6 separate regions of the Mus musculus genome follow, and regions 2, 3, 4, 5 and 6 are each linked to region 1. The links are chromatin contacts, called in public Hi-C, HiCAR-type, HiChIP or PLAC-seq and promoter capture Hi-C maps. All regions are on one chromosome and are shown on one strand. Each heading gives the region's core, a stretch centred on a gene start, on an enhancer-like site or on the middle of the called end of the contact. The rest is flanking DNA. Distances are from core to core; before and after follow the strand shown.

Region 1 (5,223 bases), core at 1,297-3,796:
CAATTACGGTGATGTCCTGAGGTATCAAAATCTGTTCCCAGAACCACCTTCCTGTGCAGATAGTAACAGCTATGGTGAGTGACACAGTAGGTGTGTGTGTGTGTGTGTGTGTGTGTGTGTGTGCGTGTGTGCGTGCATGTGCCTGTGCATGCGTGTGTCCTGTCAGGAAGGGAAAAACACTTGTAAAAGTCTTCCAAACTGAAAAAGGATCTGTGAATAGGCCTTTATGTAGGATATTTATGGGGATTTTGGTTTGTTTTCTGATTCTGTTTCAACTTTTAAGGAGTACCGTTAATGTGATTAATTAGCAAGAATTTATTGACTTGAAAAATCTCGACAGCCAACTATATATGATTTTTTTTAAATGTATTTTTTCAGGTGAAACTATAAACTGGAGGGCTAATTAAGACCTGCTGTTTCCTGAGACCTGGTGTGCACTGCGTCAGGAAGGAGAGGCTCAGGCAGTTTTACCTGAGGAGTCCCATGTAATCTTTTGAGAAAACCCCAATGTTCGATCCGTTCCCTCCAACACAGTCTCTACTTAAGACCCTCAGTGGATATAGACTTAAGTCTACCATAATCGTGAAGGGCAGCTGTGGAACTGGCTTTGGGAAAACTCAAGCCAGCGTGAGCCTCATACATACAGGCTCCAGCCAGTATCTCCAAATTGATAGAAACACCCCTGTAGGTCATTCGGTTTCTGCCTTTTGACATTTCCTTACTGTGCCCTCTGTCTGCTCTGCTAAGGGTGGAGACGGGTGCAGCCGCTCGTAGGGACTAGAATAACAGTGCAGAAACATGTGAAAGGTGAATTCTTGAGGCGAGAGATGGCTTGAACCAGCTGACTTCTCACTAGCTCCCAGCTTATCTGTCTTTATCAGGAGAAAAAAGAAATCTTTCTTTCCTAATGTCACCTTCTCGTTAAATAGTTCCAGAGTAGAGTTTAACTGCAAGAATGAAAGAAATGAAGAAAAGAAATAATAAACATGCCAACGTATTTTTAGGTTGGTGACATATTCGTGTGGCTTATCACCAAATGTGACAATCCTGTGGTGGCAAATCTCCCAGTCAAAATAATACGTGATAAAAAAAAAAAACTCTCTTCAAAGAAACTTCCAGTGTTTCAAAGTAGAAAATATGAACTGCTTACAACGTAAACACAAAAAAACAATATCCAGGTTAGATATTTTGAATTGATGTCTCCACTAATGTTTTAAAACTATACACCAGTAATTTTAAAATCTGTATTTTCTAAAAATTATACTCTATGAGGAAAGTTCAGCCCCACCCTACGGGCCAAAAGGGTGGCTTAGCGGGTAAGAGCACAGAGCACCCAGGTTGGATTCCCAGCTCACACATGGTGGCTCACAACCATCTGCAACTCCAGTTCCAGGGATGCTGACAATCCCTTCTGACTCCTTGGGCAGAGACACATGGAGCACACACGGAACACACATACACATGGAGCACACACATTCATGCAGAAAAAAAAAACACTCATACATGTTAAATAAGTAAATCTGGTTGGTTGGTTTTTAGAAAGACTGGTTTGCTGTGTCTATCTTGATCAAGAAGCAAGATGCCTGCTTCAGATAGTGTGCTACACACCAAGTCAAATGGGACGACTTAAAGTCCTTTTACAGTCTCTGAGTATCACCCTGTAGCTTTCAACCTGACAGACCCCAAATTCTGAGCTCACAGGAAACATCCAACACAGAAGTTCCATTTTCCAGCTCATGGTAGAGTCTTTCTCAACTGAAAGTCCTCTTCTCCTTCCTAGTGCTGTGCAGTGTAATGGTTTGGTAGCTCATTGCTTCTAAGAATCTTTCACCTTTTCCCACTGGTATCCTCTTGCCTTGCCAATCATCCTGAGACAGGCACATGTGGTCCTCTCTTCTGACAAACAACATGGCTGCCCTGGCTCCCCTCTGGTACCTTCTTGTTTCATCCAAGACCAGGCTGAACGTTTTCTCCCAAGCTGAAAGCCCCGGGCCACATAAGGGCAAAGCAGCCACATCAGAGCTGCTCCTGGTACCAAGGAAAATTATTTGCCCCAAGAGGCAAACACAGCCCAGGCAGTGTCCAGGGTATCAATCCCTCTCTTCTCTGTTATAAAAGGTCCTATTGTAGAGACACAAATCATTCAGAGATGGCATAGACAATGTCTAATCAGTTAATAGCCACTGCGCAGCCGCTGGGGACTGGCCCCAAACTAGATGCCGCCTGTAACCTATTCACTGGAAGAAAGCAGGACAGAACACAACTCGCACAGATTTATATTCATTTCTCCTTTTAGCTCAGGACACCCGGGCAAGCCTGAATCCTTTGAACAACAGTAGACAAAGGCAGCCGTAATAGAGATGAGAATACTTTTTATCTCCGGGCAGCAAGGTGGCAGATAAGTCCCAGTGGGTTACTCACACTGGTCGAAGTTGCGTCCCTGCTTCTGTCATGAATCACCGCTTTATGGAGTTTACGGAATCTCTGAGATTCTCCTTCCTTGTTTGTGAAACAAAAATGACGACGATCTACATCACAAGTCCTGTAAAGCACTGCAGCCTGCGGAAGTGCCGGATACTTTATGAGGCGTGCTGATGACACTCGGCCGTATTTGCTCTCCCCACGCCCCGTGTCTAAAATTAGAAGCCCTCGTCAAAAGTCTCTTGCGTACAGTATCCTGTTTAGCCCTCGCCCAAATCCCACCCACGTACACTTGAACTCGTGAACAGCACGTCAGGCCTTTGGGTTTGCTTTCTGAAACATAATTGAGAAAATCCTCTCGGTTTCTTGAATTTAGCTCTCCTCCCTGGCAAGCGTTACAAAAAATACCTGAAGCTGTGAAAGGGTTAATTTTATTCCCGTGTTCCAGATGTCTTCAGCACCTTGACTTTGGTAATATATTAAGAACAGTAAGTCTTTCTAATGAAAGTGAAAGGTATGCATTGTGTTGAACTGGGCCACTTTCCCCTGAAGCAACGCTGCTTCTTGGGACAGCATCCCGCCATGTTCTACAGGGTGAGATATGGCTGTGCTCAGGTTTACCCTGTGCTGGCACATTTTCAAGCAACTGAAATTGGTATCCAAGCAGTTAAAACTACATCAGCAGTAATAGCTATGAGCTCATCTTGTATAAAGACATTTTTAGTTAAACACCACAATCTTGGGGTGGGGGGCGGCGAGTTAGTGTGCTTAACCAGGCTGGCTTGGAATAGCTCACAATATGACGCATACCACAGGAAATCGAGTGGTATGAGGCACCTACAAAATATTTTTCAAACAAGTCATTGACGCTGTAAGGCCCATGCCTCAGCTTTAGGAAGTCACTTATTAAGAATCAACACCAGCCGTGCCAAGCTAAGCTTCTGCTCTTGGTGATTTTCCAATTGAATATTCAGGGCCCTGTCTCAGTCTTGTTTTCGGGGAAGTACATGCCTGGAATGTTAGCAAGCTATTTGCTGGAAAAAATGCCCACAACAGACCCAATGTTGATCACATTAATGCGTTTGAGTGGGTATAGAGTACAAATGATTGAAAACGCTTCCAGATCCCCGTTACCGGGGACAAAGCAGCCTCTGTTCTCTGATCCGATGGTCATTTTTTTTCCAGCAGAGGATGTGGTGCAGGAAGAGGGAAGAGTGCCAATCTCTGTCTAATGGTTCCAAATAGGGCCTGGGCCTAGCTCTTTGGATGCCATCGATGAGTGGGAAATGAAACGCAGATGGGTCAGATGGGTAAGGAGAGGGGATTACAGGTCAGGCCAAAGAGTTGGAATAAATTAAGTGCTTATGAGGTACAGAATGGTACATTGTTTAAGTGAATGGACAGGGGAAAAACATTCTGGCATTGTTTGGACCAGTGAGGGAACGCAACCTTCCCCCTCCCAGACCCACATAGGCTCAGAGCTGCGTCCTCAGGATGCGAGTGAACAAAACCCCCGAACTGTAGCCAATGGCTGCCTAGAGGATTCTCCCCCAGCCTAAAGAAGCAATTTCGCTTTATTACACACGAGATGTAATTTATTGGGAGAAATGTTTGGGTTCGTGTCAGATCATAGAGAGTCAGATTTGGGGTTCCCTGGAGATCGCTGAGGAGAAGGTGAGTAACCACAAATTAATACAGCAGGGAAATAAAGCGACAGAAGAAATGCTTGAAATATTGAACCAATTTCCCCCATTTTAGCATTTTAAAACTTTGCTCATAAATCCGAGATCAACTTAAGAAAACGAAGCAGACCTTACAAGGCATGAAATCGATATAGACAACGAAAAGTGGATCTGAAAGATTCTTTTTTTTTTTTTTTTCTCTTAGTTTTAGGGCTCTTAATACTATAGGGAAAGACACAGAAATGGCTTTTTAGACAACGAGGATGTTCTGAAAACAGATTGAAAGGAACCAGTGAGACAGGGATAGGGGCACTGCCACCAAGTCTGAATTTTATCCCAGTACCCACAGTAGGAGAGAACGAACGAGTGTCTCTGAGGTATCCTCTAACCTCCACTAGTGGGCGTGGCCTGAATGTGTGCATACTCTCTTGCACACAAATAAATACACATTGAAGAAATATAAGTCATACAGGTGACTTTAAATGTGAAGCACGGGGGATGACAGTAAATCTGTCCATTCTGTGAGAGAAAATTCATAAAATTACAATGTATATTCATGCCTGGCTCTTTAAGACTAGGTAATTGTAGGACAAATTGAATGTGTCTTTTTGATGACATAAAGCCAATAAAATGTTAAGGGCAGGAAGTATCACATATGGAAAGAAATCTAAAGTGCACTCGCCAACAAAATAAGAAACTTTTAAACTGTAGTCAATGGCTTATTTATTTATTTAGTATGACAAAAAATATTTTCAGAAGCTGATTTTCATAGCTGCTCTGTGTCCATTTTGTGGGTTTGACCTTTATCAGAATATCTCATGGGCAAGGCTGGAGACGATTGCTGTCTACAACCTAAGGATGCTCACACACTGGGTACTAAGAGCTTCTTGACCTATGCATCTCATTGCACTCCAGCTCCAGAGACCCCTGGAAGACCACAGCAAGCAATCAGCAAGAAATTCTCAATGAGCCATCTCTTTATGTGTATAATGATTTTCACTGTTTTTATGTCTTTATACTTTTTCAGCAAGTAACGGGACTGTATGTGTATATCACTGTTTTGTTTGTTTGTTTGTTTGTTTGTTTGTTTTTTCTACTACTTGCAGCCATCTTAAAACTG
Region 2 (5,223 bases), core at 1,663-4,162, 330 kb before region 1:
AGCAAAGAATTCAGTGATGTAATGCAAGCATTTGTTAAATGACAGTATCTATGGATCATCACTGAGATGTGAACGTCAACATTCCAGAAAGAAAATGGGTAATTCTGAGAACCTTTAGTTCTAATTTCTAGACCATGAAAAGTTATATTACCTGAGCAATTCCAAATATCTATACTACAGGAAGATATAGACGAACGTTATCTAACAAAGTGGTTTCTTAAATGCAATAGCCTATGTTGATATCATCCCCATCTGGTTATTTTCTGGTGTGAGCCTGATGGACAGGTAAACAAATGAACGGTTAGACTCAGTTACAGAACCAGCGAGACCGATCAGAAGCTAAGGGTGCTTGTTTCCACCCCTGATACCCTGAGTTTGCTTCCTGAGATTCACTGGAAGCCACGGTAGAAGAAGAAACTGTATTCTCACAAGCAGTCATTAATCAATCACACCTGAGCTGTACTTTACATGTCCCTGTGCACATACCACACATACATACACATACACACATATATATGCCACATACATGAACACAGACTCATACAGGCACACACATATGCACACACACGCACATTCATATACCACATACACACATGTGCACACACATACACACACTCATGCACACACACACACACAGACACACATCTTCATATACCACACACACACACACACACACACACACACACACTGGAATGAATGATGAAAACACCAAATTATCAATAACTAGTTATACAAGGTTATCTTTAACAAAAAAAAAATTTTTTTCAACAAAATAAAATTGTTGTATTTTGAACTGGGCATGGCGATACACACCTGTAATCCCAGTACTTAGGAGGCCGAGACCAGCATGGCCTATATAGTGAGACTGTACCCAAACAGAGGAAAATATGGGGGAGAAATAATTGCTACATTTTATGCTCTACTTAACATAAGAAAGGAAATTCACTTAAAATATGACAGTAATCTAGGCCTGCTTCAGCATCACTACTAAATATTAGGGGAAATGTTACCAACTAACCTAAAACTTTCTGTCAGGAGAAACGTCTCTGTCAAAACAATATGTAAAACACACACAAAAATCAGAATTTTCTTTGCTATTATTCTATCCTCCCAAACTGTCCCAGTAGAGCCAGCAGAGGGAGCACAACCATTGTGGGTTTGAATGTGTGCCTTTAAAAAAAAAAAAAAAAAAAAAAAAGCCTTTTCTCCTGGATTTTCAGATCCTTTATCATGATTGACAAAAATGATAAATCACAAATATTATTTGCCACTGGTAAATTGTCTCAAAAGTCACTTTTATTGAACAAGTGTCAAAACATTTTCTTTATTCACATTTTAGTTAAAAAAAAAAAAAAGTAATGCATGTCTGGTATAAAGGCGAAACAAACCCGGGGGAAAAATGCTTACAAAGTTAATAATCTACCTTCTATTCTGATCCATATTATGAACAGACTGGAATGTGTCTTATAACTTATTTTTAAAAAGTATATGTATATGTGAATATATGTCCTATGTGGATCATCTCTGAGTGTTTCCTACCCAATATCGAATAACGTCTTTGGGAGGAAAAATGAAATAAGCACAACGTTAGGACACGTAGTATAAGTACTTCCTGTGCAGAGCTCAGGAGTTCAGCCCTGCCGTGCAGGTGCTGCGGTCCACATGGAAACGGTGCGCATGCGTGATGCATGGGGAGCCCGTGTGCAGGTCCCTTCCTGAGATGTCATGAGGAAGACGAGGTAAACTGATTTCTAAGTCACGATTGATATTGCTAGTGTCTTCATAACACAAGATAGCAGCAATAAACTCAACCGCTTAAAGGGGGATTTTTTTTGTTACGTGAAATTAAAATACATTCTCGAATTTTTGGAATATTTTATAAATTCTAATGCAATGGAATGATCCAGTGTTTCTCTCCCAGGTGCACTGAGCCTACTTTCATTGTTTAACCAAAGGAAGGTAAAGGCTACAGGTATAGATATGATACTTTCTCCCACACAACAGGAAGAATCTTTCAATTTCTCGATGGTTTCCATCCTGTCCAATCCCTTTGCAAAGAGCTCCGGATAAATACGCATCCTAGGATATAAAGACACCAAAGTCCAGAGACCCTGCTTGCCAACGCTACCTCTGTGAATTCATTTCTGAACCCAGGGAATTTGCTGAAGCCAACACACCATGACTTGCTATGCAGTCCCATCACTCAGTTGATCTCCTTATTTGTCTCGGTGCCTACTAGACACGTTCTTGACTAATGCCAGTTGCTGTTGAACTTTGACCCCATATAAGTGTTAAGGTCTCCCACGTAGAAGAAGGAAATCTGCAGGAAGAGGATGGTGATGTGGGCAAATAATAACAATAACAACAACAATAATAATAGGGGAAACTGGAAGGATGACGGAAGGGAAGACCTTATTTACATGACTACAACATATTCTTTTTGGAGGTAAAGAATGTAATTAGTGAGCTGTGATTTCCTTCCCATCTCCTGAGAACAGAAAAGACCGTCTGTCTCTTGTGGTGGTTGTAATTTGCGTTTCGTTATGTTTTCTTTGCTAAGGGCTTTCAATGTTCAGAAAAATGTTCGAGTTACTGCACTTTGTAATAAAGTAAGAGGACACAGCACCGCGGTCCTCATTCCTCATTGACACAAACCAAGGAACGGGATGTCCAAAGCCTGGCTCAATGTCACAGGAAAGGCTGTTGCCGAAGTAGAGGTGGGCCCCCCCCCCCCCCCCCGAGAGCCCTTTAGGTTATCCACAAAATCAACACAAGCAGTCTAGATTTGTTATCTCGCCCCTTTCTGTCTCAGGCTGAGTGACAAAGAGTGCTTGGTGAGATACTGAGTAAGACTGACAACACAGGAAGTCCATTCTGGGGGCAAGCTGTGTGAGTGGCAGCCAAGCAGGAGGCCAGGAGGCAAGTCTGCGCACAGCTCCTTTCTCCCTAGCTCACCCCTACATGTGGCCCAGAGGCCGCAGTGATCCAGAAAAGGAGATGCTAAGGCCACGGAGGTTCCAGCTGCTTTGAAATTCACCGAACCAGTCCATTTCTAAGCATCTGTTAGCAAGAGGAAGCTGTGACTCAATGGGGGTGAAATGAGTCATCTAGACGACAGAGCCCTCGACATTTCCAAGTCGTTTGTGTGTTAATTCACAGATAATTTATATCCTTATTTATAAACTATGTTTAGAAACCGTCCAAGCGTTCAAGGAATCCTTTCTGACACAGTAGTGTGTTCAGTAAATCCAGTTCTTTCAAACATGTTAATACAGTTCTCAAGAATTCCTCCTAGATAGATCACATTTGAGCCTCAAATGTTGAACCTGAGGAGAAGTTATATCCAAACAGTCTCAGAGTGAACAACGGCCATAGGAGGAAGAGCTATTCATATGGAAACCACACCCACTGCTGAACTCACTGTTAAAACAGTCCGGGGGGACACTGTGAGTGTACAAAGTACACTGACCTAACCATGTGGCACAAACTTTGACTTATTTGTGCTACCACAGCAGTGTACTTCCCTGCAAATACAACAACAGTGATTCTACTGCAAACGGAATTTCACCGTCTTCCTGTAGACATGCCTTTCATGACAAGCATCTAGTCACGGATAACCTCTAACCAAATCAGGAAGAAAAAGAAATTCATCGGTAATTAGACACTAAACATCCCACTACTCCATCCATCATTTCTCCTCTACTACTGAATCATGACAAACGATACTTCTAAACAATGATAGTAATCAAGGTATGTTGTACAATGGGATATTAATAACCTTAGAATTAATTTTAAGATGAGCTGCTTATGTTTAAATGATTTGAAATATATATAGTATGTAAAAATCAGAGGCCCTAAAGTATGTTTCTTTCTTAACTCTTATTGTATACAAGATATGAAAACCCTAATTTCTAGGAAGGCATTCTATGATTTATTAGAAAATATCTTGTCATATTTTTAAAAATTTTTAGAATAACTTCTATTATGGTTCTCATTAAAAATGGATCCTTTTCTCAATACTAGCTATTTATAAAACAAAGAAACACACTAATCATTACAGAAGAGAATTCTTTTTATATCCTGTGTCCCTTACAGATGTTTAATCATTGGCAAAGAAATCAGAGGCTAGCTGCTCTTATCTGGAGAGTAAACATATCCAAGGAGGAAGATAGACACACAAGGACCCCCAAAGAGACTGAAAAGTTGCAAATTGTTTTTTCTGAAGAGAAAAGATCTCCTCTATGGTGGCAAAGACTCTAGCATGGAGTTCCTAAATCAAGAGACTGAAGAAAAACTACTGGTCTCATCAAAACTCCAAAAAAAAAAAAAAAAAAAAAAAAAAAAACGGGCTCTCAGAAGAAACAAATGCGGTAACATCCGAAGCCCCCATCAAATTGCTGCAGAACCTTAGAAAAGAACTGGTACCTGTAAAATCATTGAGCCAATGGACCAATGCTTTAGAAACTGCCCCCACCCCCACCCCACCCCCACCCCCGTCATCTTCCTTTCAAAAACAGGGAGAACCGGATAAGGGCCATTTGTTGCAACAAACGGATTGCAAAAATAAACGTTTAAATAAGTGGGGGGGGGGGGGAGGCCAATGGACGTCTAGCATTATAAAGAGGAGTGTTTAGCTTTTAAATCATCCAAACTGCTTTGCCAAATTTTGACATGCTTGGTTTCCTGTAGTTAAAAAAAAAAAAAATGAAAAAAATGAAATCTCTCTCTCTCTCTCTCTCTCTCTCTGCTTTGAAAAAAAAAGTGAGGAAAAATAAGCAGCTGTTCCTTGTATAGTTCAGGAAACGAGTTTGATTTATTACTTTAAGGTTATTTTTGAATGAGCTGCCCGTGGCAGGCAGAGCGCAGAAGTCACTGAGGCCTGTCCACTTGAAGGGCTCAAACTGTTTCCCGAACAGCCCTCCTTCACTCCTCACCTCTGAGGGCCATTATTGACAACGTGTGACTGGGGCCTTCCAGGATTCTAAAACAGCAGGGGTCCCGGCTAAACAATCGGGCTGCCAATTACCTTTTCCCCTGTTGTGAAAGAGGGGCCCAGGACAAAGCAACTTCTCAGCGGGGTGCTGTGCAGCTCGGAGTTTCTAACCCACTCTTGCCCAGCTCAGCATTGAAAACCCAGTAAATGGTTGGTGCCTTCACTTTTGTCTGTGTGTGTCAGTCCGAACCAGAATTGCCGTAAGGTGAGAGCATCTCCCAGGGACCGGT
Region 3 (5,223 bases), core at 1,381-3,880, 330 kb after region 1:
GACACAATATGTTAAGTGAAATAAGCCAGATTCAGAGAGAAAAAGGCATGTTTTCTATCCTAAGAGGAAATGTAGATTTAAATTTATATATACATACGTATGCATATGTAGGACACGAAAGTACAAAAAGGACTTATAAAATCCAACACTTAATATGTTGGCTAAAGCAATAATAAAAGAATAAACCCTTTGGATACCCTAAAGAAAAGAAAATGTCCTGGATAAACTGTATACGTGGATTAAAGACAGTAAGCCATTCTGATCACCAGGCATCACCAGTATGCAGAGCTGAGTTTTAGCTCTTTAAATAAGAGTAAATCCACACAGCACAGTGTTTCTCACCCCTATGTACAGTTCCCTATCTCCTGACCTCATCATCGCTAACAAAGTTGTTTACTGCTCCAGTTTATTAATCATTCTAGAGTTTCAAAATAAGGCCTGACCTAAAGGTAGCCATAAAACAGGCATGCCCATTACATAAGCTAAGCTTCCAGACTGAACCCCAGCTACCGAGTCTACGCAAAACTCAAACTCAGTTGTATCTATGCCGTTTTCCCAGACAAAGCTACTCGCAAAAAAAAAAGGGAGGAGGGCAGTTTATCATCCTAAACACACGAACTTACTATGTAACCACAAAAGTAAAAGAATGAAAATACAAATTTAGACTATAATAAAATTCTCCAATGCTTCTCCCCATAAAAAATAATATTCTATCTAAAAGAAATAATTTATTTAGAATGACTGATTTCTGCCCTCTGCCCTTACAGAGTGGCTCCACCCACTCAAAGTCTTTATAGGACACAGCTTCAGTTTTGAAGGGAAAAAAATGTAGTATTTTATACCTTCTTTCAAAGTTTAGACAAAAGTAAACTCCAACATTATCTGAAGAGATTTTGAGAGAAAAAAATAGTCTCAACTAGTTACCTCCATCAAAAGCAAAAGAGACAATATAATAAATTAAAACTATTAACACTATTTTAAGTATCATCCATGGTTGAGCCCAATAAGGAAAAGCAACCCAAAGAAAGAATTCAAATCAAATTATATCACTTAGAGACACAAACAGAAGTGGGTAAGATTTGAGAAGTAAAACAAGTATCAATGATAAAATTACGTGGCTTTTTTTTTTTTTGCAAACACTTAGAAAGGGAACAATGTCTTTTAAAAAATATAAAGTTACCCAAAGCTGACAACTTGAAAAGCACCTTCAATAAACTGGCAAGATTTCTATTTCCTAAGCCATTCTGAAAATGTTGATAATTTTCAGAAAGTTCATAATCTAAATCACCTGGCCATGCTATAGCAAATAGACACAAATGACAGAGAATTCTTACCAAAGAAAAAATGAAAATTTAAGTCTCTACCACAATCCTTCAGATTTGTCAAAAGGCACAACACACATGCAGACAGACAGAAAAGATGACATATAGGACTAACTGTGCAATCTTATAAACCCGACACGCAATAGCAACAATATGCACAAATGCTTTTCTTCTCTCCCCCCGTAACTATGTTCCACTAAATTATCTAAAAGTTTATAAGTGAAAACGCAATAAAGTAAATATTGCTGACAATGCTATTCACAATATTTATCTCCAATGACATCACTAAAACACACAGGGTGTAAAATACAGAGATTCTGACAAAGAAAATACAGGGCGCATTTCACTCATTAAGCATAGCTGGTGGTTTACATACTTGAGTGATTTTAAAACTCTGTATTAAATGAAAACTATTTCATTTCAAACAAGGTTTGATTTTTTTTTCTAATAAAGCGCTGCACACACGAACACAGGCAAAGCAGGAACAGATTTAAAAAAAAAAGAAAAAAAAAACGATCACTGTAATACTAACACAATGGAAAAGGGCAAAATGACAAGGTTAACTAGAAGAGAGGCACCTTCCCCATCACAGCTCTTCTCTACCCCTCACGCCGGTTGTAGCCCTGCTGCACCCCACTCTATAACCTCACACAATTCAGGCCACCGGTCGGGTCGACTCCCTGACAGGTACCTGCACCCTGCCCCGCCGCAGGGGGACACCACTCACTGCTCACGGGTGTGTGAGTCAGGGAAGAAGGAGGGGAAAGAAAGCCAGCCGGGGTGAGTCGGGGAGCGTCGCCGGGGAGGGGGCTCGGCGGGGCGCTGGCCGTCGACTGCGGCCGGGGGCTGGCGGAGAGGTGGGCTGGGCGGGAAGGGGCCCGCCGGGACGCCCCGAGGCCAGCGTCCTCCCCGGGGCCCGCGCACTCACCACCTGGTAGCGACCAGTCCCCAGCTGGTGGTGATCCATCCTGCCCGCCTCGGGGTCCGGCTTCCGAGCGGGCGTGTCCCCTCGGCGCTCAGCTCCCTCGGCCTCCCGGGTCGACGTCGTCGCCGCCGCCGCCGCAGAGCCTCTTCCGCCGCCTCGGGTTCTGCCGCCGAGGTCGCCTGGCGGGGCCGCTTCACTTCCTGTCGCTCCCTCGGCTCCAGCGGAGAGCTCCGCGTCGCTCGCCGATCGGCGCCGGAGCTCCGGGGAGCCGCGCGCGCTACTGAGCATGCTCGGCGCGGACGCGCATGCTCTCTGGCTCCGCCGGCGTCCCATCCGCCGCCCGGCTCCGGAGGTGTCCCTAGGTGGGAGGAGATGGAAGAGTCAGGCAAGTCCCCGGGAGCCCTCTAGGTTGTCATCTAGTCGACAGTGGGCGGTGGCAACCGAAGCGGAAAAGAAAAAAAAAAAAAAAATCGTCCCACTTGATTGGATTTTCCTGTGAGGGCAGGTTTCACTGTGGGGCGAGAGGATGCATCGTCACTGCGGAGGGTGGAGGCGCTGCATTCCTAGAGCACCTGAGGACAGGTCGCCCTTTTATTAGTCCCCAGCCTAGAGCATCTCAAAGAGATCCATCTCAGGACAGGCCTAAAAAGGCGCTCATTCGAAATCATTAATGAGGTAATGAATTACCAAATACCAGGGACATATACATATACAAAGACCACATATACATATATAAAATCAGCTTTAAAGTCACAGTAAAATTTCGAGGAAGGAAAAAAAAAAGACAGTCTTGCTTCTGAGCACGCGTAGCCTTCCTCAGTAGAACAGCTCATTTGTGACAAATGTTAAACCCATTTGACAGCGTACCATTGTCAATCACTTAGAATCCATAATAGATTGCATTGGAGTTCATTTTGAACATTGTACGTTGTAGGAGTTCTGACAAATATACCCTAACTATTATATATCATACTGAACAGTTTCATTACTCTGAAAATCCTGAATAGGGCTTTACCCTCCTCTTTCTTTTGCCCCCTTGTTTCTAAGAGATTTACAAATTCTTCAAACATATTCTGATGACATACAGAGAAAGAGGCCTTTAGAAATAGGAAATGGGAAGGACAGAAGAAAATAATGAAGTGAGGTAGGATTTTTGTGTGTGTGCTAATAATACTCAGATATTCCTAAGATAATGGTAAAGAATCAGTTTTTGTGGCGCATCATAATACCCTGTGACACCTCTCTCTCCTCTCCTCTCCTCTCCTCCCTCCTTCTTTCTCCTTCTTTCTTCTTCCTTCTTCTTTTTCTTTCTTCTTCCTTCTTTTTCTTTCTCTTTTTCTCCTTTTTCTTCTCCTTTTTCTTTCTTTTCTTTTTCTTTTCTTCTTTTCCTTTTCTTCTTCTTCTCCTTTTCTTCTTCATCTTCGTCTTTGTCTTCTTCTTCCTCCTCCTCCTCCTCCTCCTCCTTCTTCTTCTTCTTTTCTCTCTCTCTCTCTCTCTCTCTCTCTCTCTCTCTCTCTCTCTCTCTCTCTCTCGGCACAGAGCATGTTTCTCTAACAATTAGAAGACTATGGCAGACCAGCAAAAGGTACCTTTTAACCCAAACATCTGCTTCTTGTACCCTGAGATCTGTGGCCCTACTCGATCTGGCCCAACTGTTCTTTTTAAGATAATCAAGCCCTTTCCCCATAACTGTTCTTACTATGGAGATCTCCTGGGGATCCGGGGAGGGAAACCTGGAGACCATCTCTCACTTTGCTTCATACATGTGCAGATGAGATTGCCGAAAGAAAGGAAGCCAGATGAGACTGGTACAACTGGCCAGATCCAACAAAGTTCAATAAACTTTGTATAGTTGTAGCTAGAAAAGTTAAGTCTTTCTGATATTTTTATTTTTCAGATGATTTATCAGATCTCTATTAGGATCATCTTAAAATATCTAATATTAGCATTGCCAGACCAGAAATAATAAAAAGCAATTGGTGTTGTCATACCTAATTTTCTTCATGTGTTCCAATGTAGTATATTTTAGATCCTAATTTAATCGATATTATTAGCACAAGTGCCAACTCCTTACAGTATCATCCTGAATAGAATTGCCTTTCATGAGCTAAACAACACCCAGTGTTAGCAAAGAAAAATTAGATCCCAATATAACTTGTTATTATAAAGGTAATTTAGAATTGAATTCCTGTGCCCTTTTATTTTCATTAGCTGTGTAGGTTCACTTGTCTCTAAATTTTATTACTTCTAAGAAAAAGAGGCCATTAAAAATCAGAGACCTGACTCAAAACAGACACCCCGAACCCTGGGTTATATCAGCTCTTCCATTCTACCCACACCCAGGTTCTCTGACTGTTTCTACTCTCACAGAGCAGATGGCATGATTCAATGACACAATAGATTTTCAGTGAGGAAGTTTGGAAGAACAATGAGACAGTGAGATCTGAATCTAGTGTTAGTTTAGCCTCCACACCACTCTGTGGTGTAAATAGGCATGATTAGTCTTAACAGAGAGAGAAGCTAAGGGGCAGAGAGAGCAGCAACTTTACCAATGCTAAAGTCACTGGTAAGTGCTGATAGATACAAGGGCCCCCAATGTTGGTCACCATGATCAATAGTGCACCCTATAAAAGGGCAAGTCCCTGTCTCCTTTCCCTGTCCTGGTCATCTGCACTGTGGCACTGTGAAGAAGAGATAAAGGAATGATTCATCATAAGTAGCCAGTCCCACCCTTCTTCGTCCATATGGAATCACGATGCGCTCCCATTGCAGAAGAGGCATCCTGTTCACTCACCTATGACCTTAACAAAGCATGAGCACTGGAAGCCATCCCTTGTGGATGAAAAAAGAAATCCTCTTGAGAGAACGGAGTCAGGAAATGACAATACTCTCTAGAGGTCTTAAACAGTATCTGGTAATGTTTTCAACATTGAGCTTTTAGTGTCAACTCTACTTACCTAAAAAAAATAGAACTTG
Region 4 (5,223 bases), core at 767-3,266, 280 kb before region 1:
ATAGTTTAACACAGGAGTTTTAAAATAGCATTTTAAGAAAATTGTCGTTTTTCTATATACTATGCCAAAATTAGTTCTTTTTCCCCTTTCTATGTACTATTTATTTATTTATTTATTTATTTATTTATTTATTTATTTTCTTTTTAAAGTCAGGGTCTCACCAGATAGTTCAGGTTGGCCTGAGACTCAGAGACTCACTTGTCTTTGCCTCTGCCTCTCCAGCACTTGGATTTAAAGCCACGTACTACCATGTCCCAGCCTGGTTTCCTAAGGTGCAATATGGACTCCAAAACCATTTGAACTTTTCATATTATCTTCCAGTAAAATTCATTTTAATGGACATGTTACATTTTCTTTCAAGAATGTGAACATATTTCAAAATATAACACAGTATCTTTGTGATAAAGTTTATCTGGCATTAATGTAATTCTTCTGCCTGTACATAATGATCAAAGTCAAAGCTTTGGGGAGGAAACCCTTGGGGTATAAGTTCCTGCCCAAAGCAACACTTGCTCTTCGTAAGGAAAATTTGAGTTGAATCTCTGCCTGTCTCCTTATTGATCTCCCACACTGTTAGAAAAGATACCAACACGTTTTAAACTGGAGCACATCTGTTTTTAACAGGTGGGGGAAGCAGGAAGATAGGGGCTGAGGGTGTGGGAGGGGTTTTCTTATCCTGCTGGACTCAACTTCTTAAATTAAGATAAACTTTAACATGCCTGGACTGCCTTTTGCTGAGCATGGATCAAGTATGAACACGGCTGGTGCACACATTTAGTGACAGATTCTCTGGGGTAAAAGTTCAAATTACTGAGAAGAACCCCCACTCTGTGTCTAGCATGGCTGCCTCGCCCCTAACACTGGCACATGGGATCCTCGCTGCCTGTCTTTTGAGAAAACCCTATCTCTGTCCACGAGCCAATAAAAACCTTCCTAAACATTTGCCAGCGTTTTTACAGGAAAACTTTAATTCTTCCTGCAAAGAGCAGCGGACACGAAGGGACTTTTAACATCCCTATTTAGATGGTTACTTGAATATTTCTGGTTGTCTGTTGTCTGTCTGTTTTTACAAGCAAAGTATATCTCATCATTAATGCTTCTTTAAAAAATGTTTAATAAATCAGAAGCAAAATTTAGTGGAAGAACACAGTTAAGCATTTTTAAGAAAGAGCACTATTCTTTAGTGAACACAACTATTTCCAAGAATAACAATTCTTAAGCATTTTTGTTTTTGCTTTAAAAAAAAAAACAAGAGCATAAAAATGTGTCTCATAAATCACTGAGCTGTGTAAATAAGGAAGCCTCAGAGATTCTTGTGGAAGAAAAACACCATTTTTAAATTTATCTACTCGGAAGAACAAACATATTATATCAGAATGCAAATAATTATAAAGTCACAACTAATTTCTTCCTCCATGTTAGGCTTTTGAACAATTTCCAAGTTTTTCTCACCGTAAATATCTATAACTTAAGACCACTCTTTTAATTTACGGGATGAGGAAAGGTATTTTTTCTTCCGAAAAGCTGTCATAACTAGTTTATAAATTTGTTCAAGTTAGAAGCCAGAGTTTTCATAATTAGATGATTAATGAGTGTTTCTTTAGTGTATGGGTCAGGTAGGGGTCTGAGTTAAAGATTTCCTAGGGTCCGTGGGAAGGAAACTCTATCCTCCCATCTCCTTCTCTTGCCTGGGCAAGATGTAGACATTGCTCCCCAGTCCTTGAACGCAGCAGTCATTTGGAGCCCTGACCTGGAAAAGGGCTGAGCCTCACCCTTTCCCACAGAGAGTTTCTGCAAGCTTTCTTCCTCAAACTCACAACTGATACTTGAAACGTGGCTGCACAGAATTCTCCCCAAGGAGTGAGTACACGCGTTCCACACGCTGACCTCTCGAAACACAGCTGCCCCTGTGCTCCTTCGCTCGCCCTCCAAACTTCCTGGAGCAACACTGCTCAGCTGTTACTCCAACTCTCCTTAGCCTGGAATTTCATCTTATTCCTCTCCCCAGATGTAGACTCCTATGTGAATCTCACGTTCTGGGAGAGCCTTTTCCCAGATTCCTCGGCCAGACGTCGGCTGGCTGCCCTAGCCTCTCACAATGCCAGCTTACCTTTGCTACACATTAGATTTTCCCCACAACCCCAGCATCAGTTTATGCTGGCTCCCTCTCTCCCCCTCCCCCTCTCATTCTTTTTGTGTTTTGCCGAACAGTGATTGAACCTAGACCCTTACATATACAAGGCAAGCAAACATTCTATCACTAAGCTACAACCAAAGCCGACTATGATACTTACTTTTTTTTTTTTTTCCTTTTGGTTTTTTGAGACAGGGTTTCTCTGTGTAGCCCTGGCTGTCCTGGAACTCACTTTGTTGCCTCAAACTCATAAATTCGCCTGCCTCTGCCTCCTGAGTGCTGGGATTAAAGGTGTGCGCCACCACCGCCTGGCTCTAACTTGTTTTTTTTTTTTATACTAATCTTTTTATTGATGCATATTAATCATGCATAATAGATTTGATCATGTTATTTCGTACATGTATGTAACTAACGTATTTTGATCACGTGGCTCTTCTTGTCATACCCCCCTCCCCAACCTCCTCCCACAGATCCATTTCCTCTTCCTAAACGATCCCTTCCCCTCATTCCCACCCTCGCCCTACCTTCTTTTTTAAAACTTATTAGGGTTGCTTATGGAGCATGGGTGAAGGATGGTTTACAGGAACATGGATACCTGATAAGTGGCTCCACATTTGAAGACTTCTCTTCTTCCCCAGCAACTATTAACGGTGTGTAACTCCTCAAGGAGTCTTGGTCCTGCCAAGCACCACCTCTCTCTGTGACAAGAAGTTCAGCACTATGTTCAGCATTATGCAGGTTATCACGGTCCTAGCCTGTGGGAAGCCACATGTGCCGTTGCAGAGTGGCATTGACTACTGCTGGCCACCACGCATAAGTTTGGACAAACAACCAATGTGTACATATGCAGTAAAGTTTTTTGCAAAGACACTGCCTGGCCCGGGCATGATAATGAGGCTTTGAGAGTATAACCAATCAGATGTGAGACATGCAAATGAGGTATGATAATGAGGCTCTGTGAGGTACAGAGAGAGAGAGAGAGTAGCCAATCAGATGAGGAACATGCAAATGAGGCATAGTGCATAACCAATCCGGGTGTGAGACACGCCTCTCCTAGGCCTATATAAGCAGCACCAGTTCTGGGCTCAGGGTCTTTTCGCCTCTGCAATCAAGCTCTCCCAATAAACGTGTGCAGAAGGATCCTGTTGCAGCGTCGTTCTTGCTGGTCGAGTCCGGTGCGCAAGACTAGCCCACTTCATTTCCTTCCTTTAAAACAAACAAAAGAAACCAAAACAACAACAACAAAAAACCCTTTATATTATGTGTTTATTTAGATTTGTTTATTTTTATTTTATGAGTATGCGTGCTCTGCCTGCATGTATCTCTGTGCATACCCTGTGCATGCCTGGAGCCCACAGAAGAGAGATGATACCAGATAGTCTGGAATGGGAGTTCCACATAGTTATGAGCTATCATCTAAGTCCTGGGAACCAAATCCAAGTCCTCTGAGAGAGCTTGTGCCACAAGCTGGACCATCCCTCTAGCCCGTTCCCCTTCTCTACACAAGGCCAGAGGTAAGGTTTTAATGATCACTGAACTAAAACTAACTATAAAATACATGCTTTCAGTTCCAAGCACACCTCTGAATGGCCAACAAAAAGCTAACTGTTGTTGCCCGAACTCTTGTTATTATTTAAATGTATCATCTGTGTTCTTAATTTGTGCCATGTTGATTCCTTTACCCAGGCACTGTATTTATTACAGGTCAGGTCAGGCTGTGGGTGCTGCTCAGTTGTAGGTAGACTGTGAGCTTGACATGGACAAAGCTCTGAATTTAATCCATAACCAACCATGTTCTCCTCCAAAGAAGAAAACAAAACAAAACAAAACAAAACAAAACAAATACCAAAAAAACAAACACAAGGGCCAGCGCATACGCTGCTCTTGCAAGGGACTCCAGTTCATTTCCCAGTACTCCCGTGGTGGCTTGCAACCATCTGTAACTCCAGTCTCAGCGTGTCTGATATCTTCTTCTGACCTCTTTAGGCAACAGGCATGCATGTAATGGATGTACATACATGCTAGCAGAAAATAAACATGAAAAACAAAAATAACATGCAAAGAAAAATAAAATATTACAGTGTGTCTAGTATTGTCTGGCCATGGTTCCCTGGTTCTGTTCTGAACCCCCAAGGATCGCTTATCTTTGTATAATACTCCCTAGAATAAGCAGACTGAGTAAGAAATTGACTGGAAATTTGTTGAGTATATTCACAACAAACATGTTTGGTATTCTTTTTCTCTCTTGACTTTTATTGGTACTATTACCAAGCAAATCTTCTCAAGCAGACTACTAGTCTATAAATGGTAAAGATGCCATCTTGTTTTTGGAACTACTTAGTGGTACTACTGTAGCATTTTGTCTGTATTAAGGGCTCTATTTACTGGGTTAATGGCTTAATAGTGAATTTAAGTAATTTTCTTTTTTGATACTTTCAAGATATTAGGTTATCTAAGATTACCTAATCTTTTGTTTTTGGAGACAGGGTTTCTCTGTATAGCCCTGGCTGTCCTGGAACTCACGTTGTAGACCTGGCTGGCCTCGAACCCAGAAATCTGCCTGCCTCTGCCTCCTGAGTGCTGGGATTAAAGGCAAGATTACCTAATCTTGTGTGTGTGGGTGTGTGGGTGTGTCCGTCTGTCTATCTCTCTGTCTTTCTGTGTCTTCACCCATACTGGCTTGCCTGGAGGCCAGATGCTGCTGTTAAGATGTCTCCTCAGGGGCTGGAGAAATGGCTTAGCGGGTAAGAGTACTGACTGTTCTTCCTGAAGGTCCTGAGTTCAAATCCTAGCAATCACATGGTAGCTCACAACCACCTGTATTGAGATCTGACGCCCTCTTCTGGTGCATCTGAAGTCAGCTACAGTGTACTTATGTATAATAATAAATAAATCTTTGGACCAGAGCAAGCAGGGATTGAGCGAGCAGAGTTGACCGGAGTGAGTGGGACTGACCAGACCAGAGCGAGCAGAGGTCCTAAAAAAATTCAATTCCTAACAATCACATGAAGGCTCACAACCATCTGTACAGCTACAGTGTACTCACATAAATAAATAAATAAATAAATAAATAAATAAATAAATAAATC
Region 5 (5,223 bases), core at 907-3,406, 260 kb before region 1:
ACACATGTGCACACACAAACACAAAGAATAAATGCAAATTTAAAAATATGTAAAAGAACTTCATGTGATCTCTAACTATTAGAAAATTTTATTAGAGGCCACTTCCACATTTTGTGGATTTTTTTTTTTCATTTTCCTAATTATAATAAAATGCCCAATTAGTTCTCATATAAATGGCCACAAAGTAGAAGGTATATAGATTGATTTTTACACTGAAAAGTGAAGTACTTAAAAATCTTTAACCATTTGGTACTATTATCTACTAACCGTATTTATTCTGAATGCAGATATGTCTTTGCAGAAACTCCATCAGAAGAGAAACACAGTGAAAGTGTGTTATGTACACTGATGCTTCTACAATAACAATAGCTGATGTCACAAGATCTAACTACAGAAGTGTTCAAGTACAAATTCATTTTCACTGGCAGAAACATTATGGATATTGCAGTGATAGAGACTGTCACCAACAGTCACCAGATCAACAGCAATAATGGAATTGACAAACTTTCATATTCAGGAGGCTGCAGTTGCAATTGGGAAATTTTGTTATGGTGAAGAAAAAGAAAGATGTGGCGTTTGTTTTTACACGTTGCCATGACAAACTTCTGTACATTGTAACATCTTAAAAGTCACTCCATTGATTATCACACAGTTCTAGGAAGCAAAGGTCTGGATGGGCTCAGATCTCTCTGAGGTCAGGGTCTTAACAGACTAAAATAAAGTTATTTGCTGGACTGAATTTTTACTTGAGGACAGACTGCTCTTCCAGATTCTTTCAGACTGCTTGCAGGACGCTGTGCTGTTTGTTGCAGACATAGGGCTGGGGTCTCTGTTTTCTTGGCTGGAGGTGGCTTTTAGTTCAAGACTGGACTACCCCTTAGTCACCTCACAAAGCCTCTAACATCTTCAAACCAAGAACTTAGGGTCAAATCCTTTGCAAACTTTGACTCTCTCTTAATTCTTCTTCTTGTGCCACCTTTTGAGAATGTTCTTTGTTTTTGAAGTGTGTGTGTGTGTGTAATTAGTCAAGGCCTTCTAAGATAATCTGCCCTTTTTGAGGTCAATGATTTCATTTAGCACAACTAAGAAGTGACATGCTATCACGTTCAAGATTCCAAGGAACAGACTGTTGATGTACTGGGACCCATCCCAGAGAAAAGGATTAGGTTAACACAATTAGTTTTAAGTCCGTGTCACGTGCACGTACAGAAGGAAAAACTAATAATGTGCTTTAGTAAAGTTTTTGTAAGTTCTGAAGGTATACATTTTCGAAGGTTTGTAACCTAGGTATATCTGTACAAATTATGAGTTAAGAAAAACACTGAAATAAATACAGAGACTACTATATTTCTCTTCTGTGTTAATGCAAGATATTCTTTTTTTTTTTTTAATTTAGTTTTTTGAGACAGGGTTTCTCTGTATAGCCCTGGCTGTCCTGAAACTCACTTTGTAGACCAGGCTGGCCTTGAACTCAGAAATCCACCTGCCTCTGCCTCCCGAGTGCTGGAATTAAAGGTGTGCGCCACCATGCCTGGTTTAACGCAAGATATTCTAAAGGCACTTTGAAATTATACTCTCTATCCAAATGCACAAAATTTTCTACGTGTAACACAATACTGTATCAATTAAATTAAAATTTTCTCTCTTTCATCCCTTTTCTGGGTTTTACTCTTTAACTGCCAGACTGACAAATCACTGTGTGTCTCCTCAACTCAGATCTAAAAGCCAGCAAGGAAAATGATTAATTGGAAGAGCATTTATGCTGATTCTGAGTGCAAGGGCGTCACTGTGTTTGACTCGTTAATTGCAGCAGAATAGGCAGATTTTAAGGAAGTTTGAAGCACGTTAGAGAGCTGTACATTAGGAAGTAGAAAGAGGTAACTGAATCAGACCACTTCAAATGCAAGCAGCAGCATAAACAACGGCCCTTAATATAAACAATAACGTGGATGTTTGTGTACTTCCATGCACACTCCCCCTTGGAGGGCCTGAATCAGGACCTGCCTCCCCTGGTTCTATAGCTCAGAGCTTTGCCTTAGGTGGGGTTGGAAATGCCCTAGAATGGCTCTTTGTTGATTTTCCCTCATGCTAGAGCCTAGTTCTGCTGCAAAGCAAAGTGCTATTGAATTTGCTCACTCAGGCAGAACACTCAACAGGAAGGAAGGAAGCGGCCATTCTTTCTGGTCCTATTGTCTGACCACCCGGCTTAAGCAATCAAACAGCTCTGTGGGTTTTCTTTTTCCTTTTCTTTTTTTTCCCCCTTCTCCTTCTGGTGGGCACTGGGGAGGGGGCACTGGGAATGGATAAAAACTGGCTCTTGGGTTTTCATTCATTTTTGTACAGTTGGAGGGCATCTTTTCATGGCTCAAATTCAGGTATCCATTTTTTTTTTTTAACAGCAAAGTATAGAGGGGGTGAGACACACATGTTTGAAAGTGCAGCCAGTGTGCATGGATGTGTTGGGATTCCCGATGGTTGTATTGTGAAAATAGAGAATATAAGTGTTCTCTTTCACTAATAAAGCCCAAGACCAGTCAGCAGGGCTAAGTGCTGGCTTCAGAGGCTCTGGGCCCTTCTGCCCATTTCTGATCCGTCCTTTCCCTCTGAGCTTGGTTTTCTTTCTTCTTTTGGAACACATAGTCTATAGACAATACTTTGCTCCACACTGTTATATTGCTATCTAGCGTAGAAAGATGTATTTAGAAAAATATGTTGTATTTATTTATGTATTACTCTGTATGTACTCAGAAAAACACATGCTGCTAACTCAATATAGGAAGATGTATTTAGAAAAATATATTACCCTAATAAACAACATTAAGATTCTGAAGGGGAAATGTTGTCAATTAAAATGGGCAACCATGATAAGTCAGGAAGTGAAATAAAGGCTGGTTGAGTAAAAATAATAAATTTATGATGTATTATTTAAATTTCCTTCCCTCTTCTGAAATGATATGTTGCTATGATGTCCAAGTCATTCTGGTACTTCATGTTTAGCTGAGGTTGGGGTGGATCCTCTGACCTTGCCATCTGGAGCACTGGTACTACAAGCATGTATCGCCACAGGTAACAAACAACCTTAGTCTTAAAACACAGTTATCAAAAGGCTGATCCTTCACATCATTTGTTTTGAATGTGAAGTTTAGTGGAAGTGGAGAATATTTAAGATCTTAAAGAGTTATCACAGACCGGGCGTGGTGGCACACGCCTTTAATCCCAGTACTCAGGAGGCAGAGGCAGAGGTAGAAGCAGGTGGATTTCTGAGTTTGAGGCCAGCCTGGTCTACAAAGTTGAGTTTCAGGACAGCCAGGGCTATACAGAGAAACCCTGTCTCAAAAAAAAACCAAAAAAACAAAAACAAACAAACAAACAAAAATATCACAGTTACATTTTATGGGGAAAACGGCACGTGGGGAACATGTGTGGGGAACACGGGCTTGAGGCAGTTTCCAGAAGATGACCACAGTTGTGTGTTACAAACATTAAGAGCCATGAGTTTACCTTGGGTTGTCTGGGCACTCTCTGACAGTCTCTTAGAAAACCCATCACAGTCTTTAATGAGGAATAACTCCATTCGTCAAGTATGGGTGATGGCAGAAGCCTTGGGAGAGAGAGCTGATCATTAAGCCTTAGTGACGTCCACACACTGTCACAGCAGAGGACATGCTCTCATCTGGTTTTTGTAGACACTTTTCTTTCTAGGGACCTTATACAAGGGGAAGCCTAGGGCTGGATTGGCTTACGAGTCGGGATTTCTTGCCTCTCTGTGTCTGTGTGTCTTTCTCTCTCTCCCCCTCTCCCCTCCTTTTATTCCTCTTCCCCCTCCTCCTGCACCTCTGATTTTAGAAAGTACCTCAAATAGCCCAGGCTGGCCTCAAGTTTTGCTATGTAGATAGGGAGGACTTTGACTATGTTGCACCTCCCATGAACAGGGATTATAAGCACACCACCATGTTTGCTGAATGCAATACTCAAAACAGTGGCAACCAAGTGTTCTTGGATATGCATTTTGGGATATATTGTGTTAGAATACAAGTTTTTTTTAAATAGTTATTTGAATTGTTGATTTGAATTTTGTAAAATGTTACTAACTTTGGCTTGGTGTTTGGGCATTATTTCCAACATTTTTGATGTGTCTCTGAATATTGCCCTGCATTTTGTACTACATTCTTATATAAAGGAGAAGTCTCAATACTAATGAAAGGATCAAAATATCAATAAACTTTGAAAAAAATGCTGAAGATGCTCTATATCCTATAGTATCAAGTATTCAGCCAGGATTTAATTCTTTATGGAATAATAAGCAAGCATATCCATCTTCATATACAAATTTACTTTAATCTTTTGTAAATGGTAGATGACATGTGTATCAAAGAATTGTTTTAAAATAATTTTGCAATGGTTTGTTGTAGTAAATGTTGGATTAATGTGTCTATTTTATATGCCTGTATACCTGGGGCTGCATAGCAACTTTTTGGATGAGAAGACCTCACCAGTGGAGAAGCTTCAGAAAGCCTGAACTAGACAGAACTGAGTTGGATGCATCAGGGATGATACTTGCTCATCTTAGAACCGCCCTTTTACTAGCCCAGGTGTGGTGGGTCCCACCTGTAATCCCATTAATTAATAAAAAACACAAGCAGGCTTCATTCTGCTCCTTGTTGTTATCAAGAATGCAAAGCTGGGCTCTGGGTGCCAGGAAAACAGTAAGTCTTAAAGCTGGGAGAGACTAAATACCTTGTGCTGTGATATATACGGTGTCCTGGAGAACCTCAAACCATAGAATATACTGTGTCAAAGCTTTATTGTTATAGAAATCAGAATTATTCCTTCGTGTAAAATCATCCCCCTGGGCAAAGGAAACTTCCCTCCTTCTCCCCAAGATGTCAATGTGAAACCTTGCAGCTGTGAGAATTGAAAAGAGAAAAGTTGGGCTGGGTGGTGGTGGCCCACGCCTTTAATCCCGGCACTTGGGAGGCAGAAGCAGGCGGATTTCTGAGCTCGAGGCCAGCCTGGTCTACAGAGTGAGTTCCAGGACAGCCAGGGCTACACAGAGAAACCCTGTCTCGGAAAAAAAGAGAGAGAGAGAGAGAGAGAGAGAGAGAGAGAGAGAGAGAGAGAGAGAGAGAAGAAGAAGAAGAAGAAGAAGAAGAAGAAGAAGAAGAGAGAGAGAGAGAGAGAGAGAGAGAGAGAAGAAGAGAGGAGAGGAGAGGGGAGGGGAGG
Region 6 (5,223 bases), core at 1,656-4,155, 260 kb after region 1:
CCACTAAGTTTGTGGTAAGATGTGTTATCTCTGCCTTGAGAGATAATGACAGATTGCTGAGGAAAACTGATGGACCAGCCTGACTCCAGTTTGAGATAAAAAGCCATCTTGTTACAAGGTCAAAACTATGTTCATTTTCATTTTCTGTAAAATTTGGATTTAACAAGGTCCTGACCCATTTTCTAGAATTTGACACATTCCAAACCCTGTATATGCTGACCTCCACCCACCCAGGTAAGACATTCTGCCAAAGAATTGTGAAACGTTCTGCCACGTTCCTACATAACCAAAAACCTTTGAAACCTCCTAGCCTTGCAAGTTGAAGGCTAATATCAACCTCATCGTCTCCTATGTTCAATGCCATTTTTTCAAACCCTGCTTCAGGGAGCCTGACTGACAGAAAGCAAAGCTTGCCTAATTCAACTAAAATTTAATTTACTTTGGTGGGAATTAACAAGTGAGTACAAAAGTGAGCATGCAAACTAAAGCCACCCTATCACAGAGGGCCTTGGGGAGGCTGAGGACTCAGCCATGCAGTGGTGGCGCTGTCTTCGGAAAGTCCATAATAAAGGGACTGAAAAGCCAGGATGGGCTCCCCAACAAATGTTCAGCCCATCAGGTCTGGGAAGAACTTTGACTACGTGTCGAGCGGTCTTGTCATTTTACAGCTAAAGAAAGGGAAGTGATCTGACTTTTGGCTTCCTTTCCCATTTGCCTCAAGAGAGGTGTAAGTGGTCTGTCCTGTCTCAGGCAGGAAATCTCCATCGGACAGACACCCTGAATAATGCAGCTGGAGTTCCAGTGAGAGAAATAGCTTAACAGTGGTATGGTAAAAGGTTCATTAATTCCACAGTTATTCTAGAGCCCTGATGTTGAACATCCCCATGGGGGAAAGGAGTAGAATGAGCTGTCTGTCAGAGTCACATACCTGATCCGAGAAGAGTCCCATTTCATTAACTATAGGCACAGTTCTTAAGGTTAAAACTGAAGGGTCCAAACAAGGCAGAAGAGAAAGCAAACAAGGTGATCTTTTCTAGCTCTTGTAACAGAATATCTAAGATCAGGTAATGTAAAAGACGTTTTCTCTCATAGGTTTACAGGCCCTGTCAGATTGGCATAGTGAGGGTCTACTGCCTGGTTTACAGATTCCTATCTTCTCTCTGTGCCCTCACATACTGGGAAGGGCAAAGAATCTCTACGAGTCTCTCTTACTTGGCCACTAATCCCATTAACGGATTAGTTATGAGATCGCATTAATTAGGAGCACCCTGCTCTCATGACCAAATTGCCTTCCAAAGGCCTCACCCCTTAATGCTATCATTTGGCAGGTGAAAATTCATCACGTGGATTCAATGCAGTCGGCCCATTACAAAACTGTAGACCATTTCCATGCTTGGTACTTAAAAAGTGCAGGATTTCACTTTCGAGCTTATAACACACCCATTGTACTACTGGTTGTAAAACTTCTACTTGTAGGCAATCAAATCCAACAACACATAAGAACTACCAATGGCCCAAAAGAACCATAAACGTATTCACAAACCTAAGAGAGTTAAGATCTGAGAGAGAACAGTTAACCAAGCCGAGGTGCAGAGGTTCAGAAGGTAGGCAGAAACCATGCAGAGAAGCCAAGCAAAGCTTTTACCAAGCGCTGACCAAACCACCACCACCACACTTGGCATTATACAGGGGCAGTAGGGATCCAAAATCGTATCCTGGTGCTGTGAAGCAAGCAATTGACCCATCAATTCGTCTCCCCAAGCCCTTCTATGGAATTGGCCACAACTGTGCTTCTTCAATTGGTTTGGTCTGGTTTGGCTTGGTTTGGTTTATTAAAACAGGGTCTTTGTAGCCCAGGCTGGACTCAAACTCACTATGTAGCTGTATAAGTTCGAGGATAAACTTGAGTTCCTGATCATCCAGGCCCTACCTCCCAACTGCTGAGACCACAGGCATAGCATATAGCACCGCACCCAGTCCATAGGTGCACTTCCTTACACCTTCATAACTGTTTTCATGAAGCCCAGCTTTTCCCACACTCGTGAAGTCTTGAACTATTGCACAGTGCTTGAAGTTTGAGTTGTGCACAAGCAAGAAGTTTAGAGAAGGGATTGGTCATAGAGTGAAGAGAATCAGAGTACAGTCTGCAAGTCATTATGCCAAGCAAACTGAAGGAGTTTAGTCACAACCTCAATTCCACTAATACTCCTTTATTGGTTCTCATCAGAGACAAGGGGAGAACACAGGCAAAATTAAGATAAAAGCTTCTATAACCTCAATCAGTCACCTCTCTTAGGATTTTTCTCCTCCTCCACTTCCCCCCATTTCCTCTGAGGACATGCATTCCCAACCCTTAAGCTGTCCTGAGAGTTATGCACACTCTACCGCCTTACCCCTCTGGCAGTTTCTCTGAGGTAATAGCATCTGGAGCCAAGGCCAACATAAGAGAGGCCACAGGGGCCATTCCCCGGCAGCACTAAAACCCCCAGAATAGCAAGGTGTGTGTGTGGGGTGGGGGGGTGTTCATTTACTCCCTGTAAGTGGGCCTGTGGTGGGCTTTGGGAACCACATCTGTATGATGTCAAATGTGAAAGATGAAAAACAAGGAGACGAGTTTTGCTCAGCCTCCCCTTTCCCACAATTCCTTTCAGAAATGAAGCAGTTAACGCGGCTCTCCTCCTCTTGGCTGGAGCGTTCATGTTTTATTGGCACTGTTTTATCCCTTGAGACAATGGCAGATTGTTTCTGGTGTGCGCAGAAGGATCTTGTTCTGGCAGGCAGGCTTCCAGTCAACAAGCCCCACATCCTCTGCAAGAAGCCAGCATGTGCTTTGTTCCAACCTGACTGTCAAGTAGCTTTTCCCAGTCAGACTCCCAGCCCAGCCTGCCGGTGTCAGCGAGAGCTCTGACAAAACTGAAACCAAAAACACTCAACAGAGTTTCCAACCCATGCAAACCCAAGCCAGCCCGGTCAGGGAAGGAGGTGGCTACTGAAATCCTTCGGCTGAGAGGCTCTTCACAAGCATGCTCTGCTCACATTACCTGCTTAGAAAAAGCCCTCTTCCCCTCAGACCTTTGCCCTGCTTAGCAGCCTTCAAACATCGAGGATTGGGTAATCCTAACTGCAGCACTCGCTCCATCTTGAAGAGCTGCTCTGCCAGCAAGTAGGGAACAAATTTAAAACAATAAAGAACTCCCTACTTTACTTGAAAAGTCCATCACCACAATCAAAACCACCCTACCCATCCACTCACCCACTCAGGCTGTCTCCTCCTGAGCATCCGCTGCACCGTACCTAGGAAGGAGTCACCCAAGATAGCCACCATGAGTTGCTCTCTAGCGATTAAGAAATTAGAACTAAGAAGTACTAAATACCAAGACTTCCATTCAGCTATAGATCAGAAAGCACAAAATATTTGACTTTATTAGATCTTAACTTTTTTTTTCTAACCTGAGCACAGCACGCACGCTATCATAGAAGCGAGGCAGAGGCAGGACGTCTGCAAATTTCAACCCGTGCTGGGTTACAAAACAAGACCTTATCTGAGAAGAAAAAAATATATATATTGTATAGAGACAGAATTTAAAGATAAGGAAACAAACCAATCAAGGTTAAGGGTCTATCAGTGGTTATGTACTAGGGAAATGATAAAGCTGGTTATTAAAACCCATTTTCCAGTGGAGGAAAGACAAGTCTTTCGGTAGCAAAAGGCTCTCTCCGGTACCTTCAGAAGTTTGCATGACACTTCCTAAAGGTGGCTGTGCATCTTTCTTCCCTCTTTGTGTGTAGATGTATGTATTTATGTGTACTCATTGGAGGGTGTATGCGCACATATGTGGGGGAAGCCAGAGGACAACAGCTATCTCCTACATGGCTCTCTACCTTCTTTCAGAGATGGAGTCTTTCACTGGACATGGAATTTATCCATGGGGTGGACTGGTTGCCTAGCAAGCCCAAGCTTGGAAGCCTATCTCTCCCAAACCTCTTGCTTCTTGTAGTTCAAGACCACAACCAGGGTCACCTCGGGTGGATGGTGCCTTGCGTCTCCTCCTTTGCTCAGCTAGATGATACCCTGATGCGGAAGGAAGCTTTTGAGTAGTTAGTTGCTACAGTGAGTTGGGTTAAGGCCTTGGGGAGATGTTAAGATGGAATAAATGCATCTTGTATGTGAGACATTAATGTGGAGGAGCATGGATGGAATACTAAGGTTTATATGTGTCATTCCAGCCTCTAACGCTGACCATAGTAAAAGGTGGGACCTCGAGAAGGTGATTGGGCCATGGAGGTCCCTTCCTGGAGAATGGGATCAGGTGTCCTCATGATGAGCATGGCAAGGAAAGCCGGTCGTTCCTTACCCTTCAGCCTTCTTCCATGTTAGGGCACGGTAGGAAAGGAGGGCACCAAGCAGATCAAATGTCAATACCCTGCTCTTGAACTTCCTGATCAGCAATAGGCTGTCACAGCAGCACCAATGGAAACACACACTAAGGTATACTGTTCACAATCAAATCAAGAATGGAATGAAGTTGGAGTCCACTGGGCCTTTAGCTGTTCTTTGTCTGTTTGTTTGTTTGTTTTTTGTTGTTTTTTTTCAAGACAGGGTTTCTCTGTGTAGCCTTGGCTGTCCTGGAACTCACTCTGTAGACCAGGCTGGCCTCGAACTCAGAGATCCGCCTGCCTCTGCCTCCCAAGTGCTGGGACTAAAGGCGTGCGCCACGCCCGGCTCTTTGTGTGTGTGTGTGTGTGTGTGTGTGTGTGTGTGTGTGTGTGTGCTGAATGATGGATACAGCCACACATCTGCCCGAGGTGGTGCCCCTTTCACATATTGAAGTGATAACTTTTAAACCAAGTGCTTGGAACTTGATTTAAAAAAAAAAAAAAGGCAAAGAAAACAGTGTGAGGAGATTAATTAGGCCTGTCGACTACTTTGAGAGGCTGGGATGCTTTTAGAACATGGAGCTGAGCTGCTCTGGCTGAGGCGGTATAGGCCTCCCATTTCAGTGTGAGGTTGTGTGAGCAGGTTCTGGAGCAAGGGAAGTCTCCACTGTTTGGTGCACAGCCTGGTTTTAACTGGGGGAGCTTGTGAGGCTTTCTGTCTGTTTATCTAGCAGTTAAGCTGTACTTACCATCTTCAGCAGCATTTGTGTCAGAGGCTGAGACTTCCTTTAGCATCTCTGTTGTTGTTTCCTCTGTTGTTTGTCTTTGGGCTTCCCTGGTGACTTC

Evidence for each region. Promoter capture Hi-C pulls out the DNA fragments that hold promoters and counts their contacts. Hi-C and Micro-C count contacts between places; a contact is called where the count stands out from the background. HiCAR-type assays count read pairs that join an accessible place to other places. HiChIP or PLAC-seq counts read pairs in DNA pulled down with a chosen protein or histone mark.
Region 2: an H3K27ac HiChIP or PLAC-seq map of oligodendrocyte precursor cells shows a contact between it and region 1, with 4 times the contacts expected there. The contact joins the enhancer-like site here to the promoter of 9330188P03Rik in region 1. A contact is called at or near these places in 4 of 39 promoter capture datasets (cranial neural crest, embryonic stem cells and liver), 1 of 15 datasets of contacts at CTCF or cohesin (the NIH/3T3 cell line), 1 of 484 Hi-C or Micro-C datasets (bone marrow-derived macrophages), 3 of 115 datasets of contacts at active chromatin or transcription factors (embryonic stem cells, oligodendrocyte precursor cells and pancreatic cancer cells) and 1 of 9 other capture datasets (embryonic tail).
Region 3: a FOXA1 HiChIP or PLAC-seq map of pancreatic cancer cells shows a contact between it and region 1. The contact joins the promoter of Ndfip2 here to the promoter of 9330188P03Rik in region 1. A contact is called at or near these places in 1 of 484 Hi-C or Micro-C datasets (forebrain) and 2 of 115 datasets of contacts at active chromatin or transcription factors (bone marrow-derived macrophages and pancreatic cancer cells).
Region 4: a contact with region 1 is called in a promoter capture Hi-C map of cranial neural crest, with 2.5 times the contacts expected there. The contact joins the enhancer-like site here to the promoter of 9330188P03Rik in region 1. A contact is called at or near these places in 6 of 39 promoter capture datasets (cranial neural crest, hippocampal neurons, liver and 2 more), 2 of 484 Hi-C or Micro-C datasets (bone marrow-derived macrophages and nephron progenitors), 2 of 115 datasets of contacts at active chromatin or transcription factors (embryonic stem cells and trophoblast stem cells) and 1 of 9 other capture datasets (embryonic stem cells).
Region 5: a contact with region 1 is called in a HiCAR-type map of astrocytes, with 2.1 times the contacts expected there. The contact joins the enhancer-like site here to the promoter of 9330188P03Rik in region 1. A contact is called at or near these places in 4 of 39 promoter capture datasets (cranial neural crest, hippocampal neurons and liver), 1 of 484 Hi-C or Micro-C datasets (nephron progenitors), 4 of 115 datasets of contacts at active chromatin or transcription factors (astrocytes, embryonic stem cells and trophoblast stem cells) and 2 of 9 other capture datasets (embryonic stem cells and embryonic tail).
Region 6: a contact with region 1 is called in a Hi-C map of neural progenitor cells, with 8 times the contacts expected there. The contact joins the enhancer-like site here to the promoter of 9330188P03Rik in region 1. A contact is called at or near these places in 4 of 39 promoter capture datasets (the 3T3-L1 cell line, cranial neural crest and embryonic stem cells), 8 of 484 Hi-C or Micro-C datasets (the C2C12 cell line, the N1E-115 cell line, adipose-derived mesenchymal stem cells and 5 more) and 1 of 115 datasets of contacts at active chromatin or transcription factors (neural progenitor cells).

The regions. Positions count from the first base shown.
Region 1 is chr14:105,586,872-105,592,094 of GRCm38.p6, reverse strand. 9330188P03Rik (RIKEN cDNA 9330188P03 gene) reads right to left here and starts at 2,546. Exons shown (of 3, transcript NR_102319.1): 1 at 2,422-2,546.
Region 2 is chr14:105,920,835-105,926,057 of GRCm38.p6, reverse strand. No RefSeq gene overlaps it. Among named protein-coding and RNA genes, the nearest start is that of Spry2, 27 kb to the right of the region's middle. Within about 2 kb of position 2,912, at least 135 of the 459 cell types and tissues checked have an H3K27ac peak or open chromatin away from gene starts, as enhancers often do. A contact at or near this core is called in the NIH/3T3 cell line, bone marrow-derived macrophages, oligodendrocyte precursor cells and 1 more, where this site is marked.
Region 3 is chr14:105,256,030-105,261,252 of GRCm38.p6, reverse strand. Ndfip2 (Nedd4 family interacting protein 2) reads right to left here and starts at 2,630. Exons shown (of 8, transcript NM_029561.5): 1 at 2,251-2,630. The coding sequence starts at 2,580.
Region 4 is chr14:105,867,229-105,872,451 of GRCm38.p6, reverse strand. No RefSeq gene overlaps it. Among named protein-coding and RNA genes, the nearest start is that of Spry2, 27 kb to the left of the region's middle. Within about 2 kb of position 2,016, at least 24 of the 459 cell types and tissues checked have an H3K27ac peak or open chromatin away from gene starts, as enhancers often do. A contact at or near this core is called in nephron progenitors and second pharyngeal arch cranial neural crest, where this site is marked.
Region 5 is chr14:105,848,449-105,853,671 of GRCm38.p6, reverse strand. No RefSeq gene overlaps it. Among named protein-coding and RNA genes, the nearest start is that of Gm41239, 28 kb to the right of the region's middle. Within about 2 kb of position 2,156, at least 61 of the 459 cell types and tissues checked have an H3K27ac peak or open chromatin away from gene starts, as enhancers often do. A contact at or near this core is called in astrocytes, embryonic stem cells and trophoblast stem cells, where this site is marked.
Region 6 is chr14:105,326,318-105,331,540 of GRCm38.p6, reverse strand. No RefSeq gene overlaps it. Among named protein-coding and RNA genes, the nearest start is that of Gm24207, 52 kb to the right of the region's middle. Within about 2 kb of position 2,905, at least 217 of the 459 cell types and tissues checked have an H3K27ac peak or open chromatin away from gene starts, as enhancers often do. A contact at or near this core is called in the C2C12 cell line, the N1E-115 cell line, cortical neurons and 3 more, where this site is marked.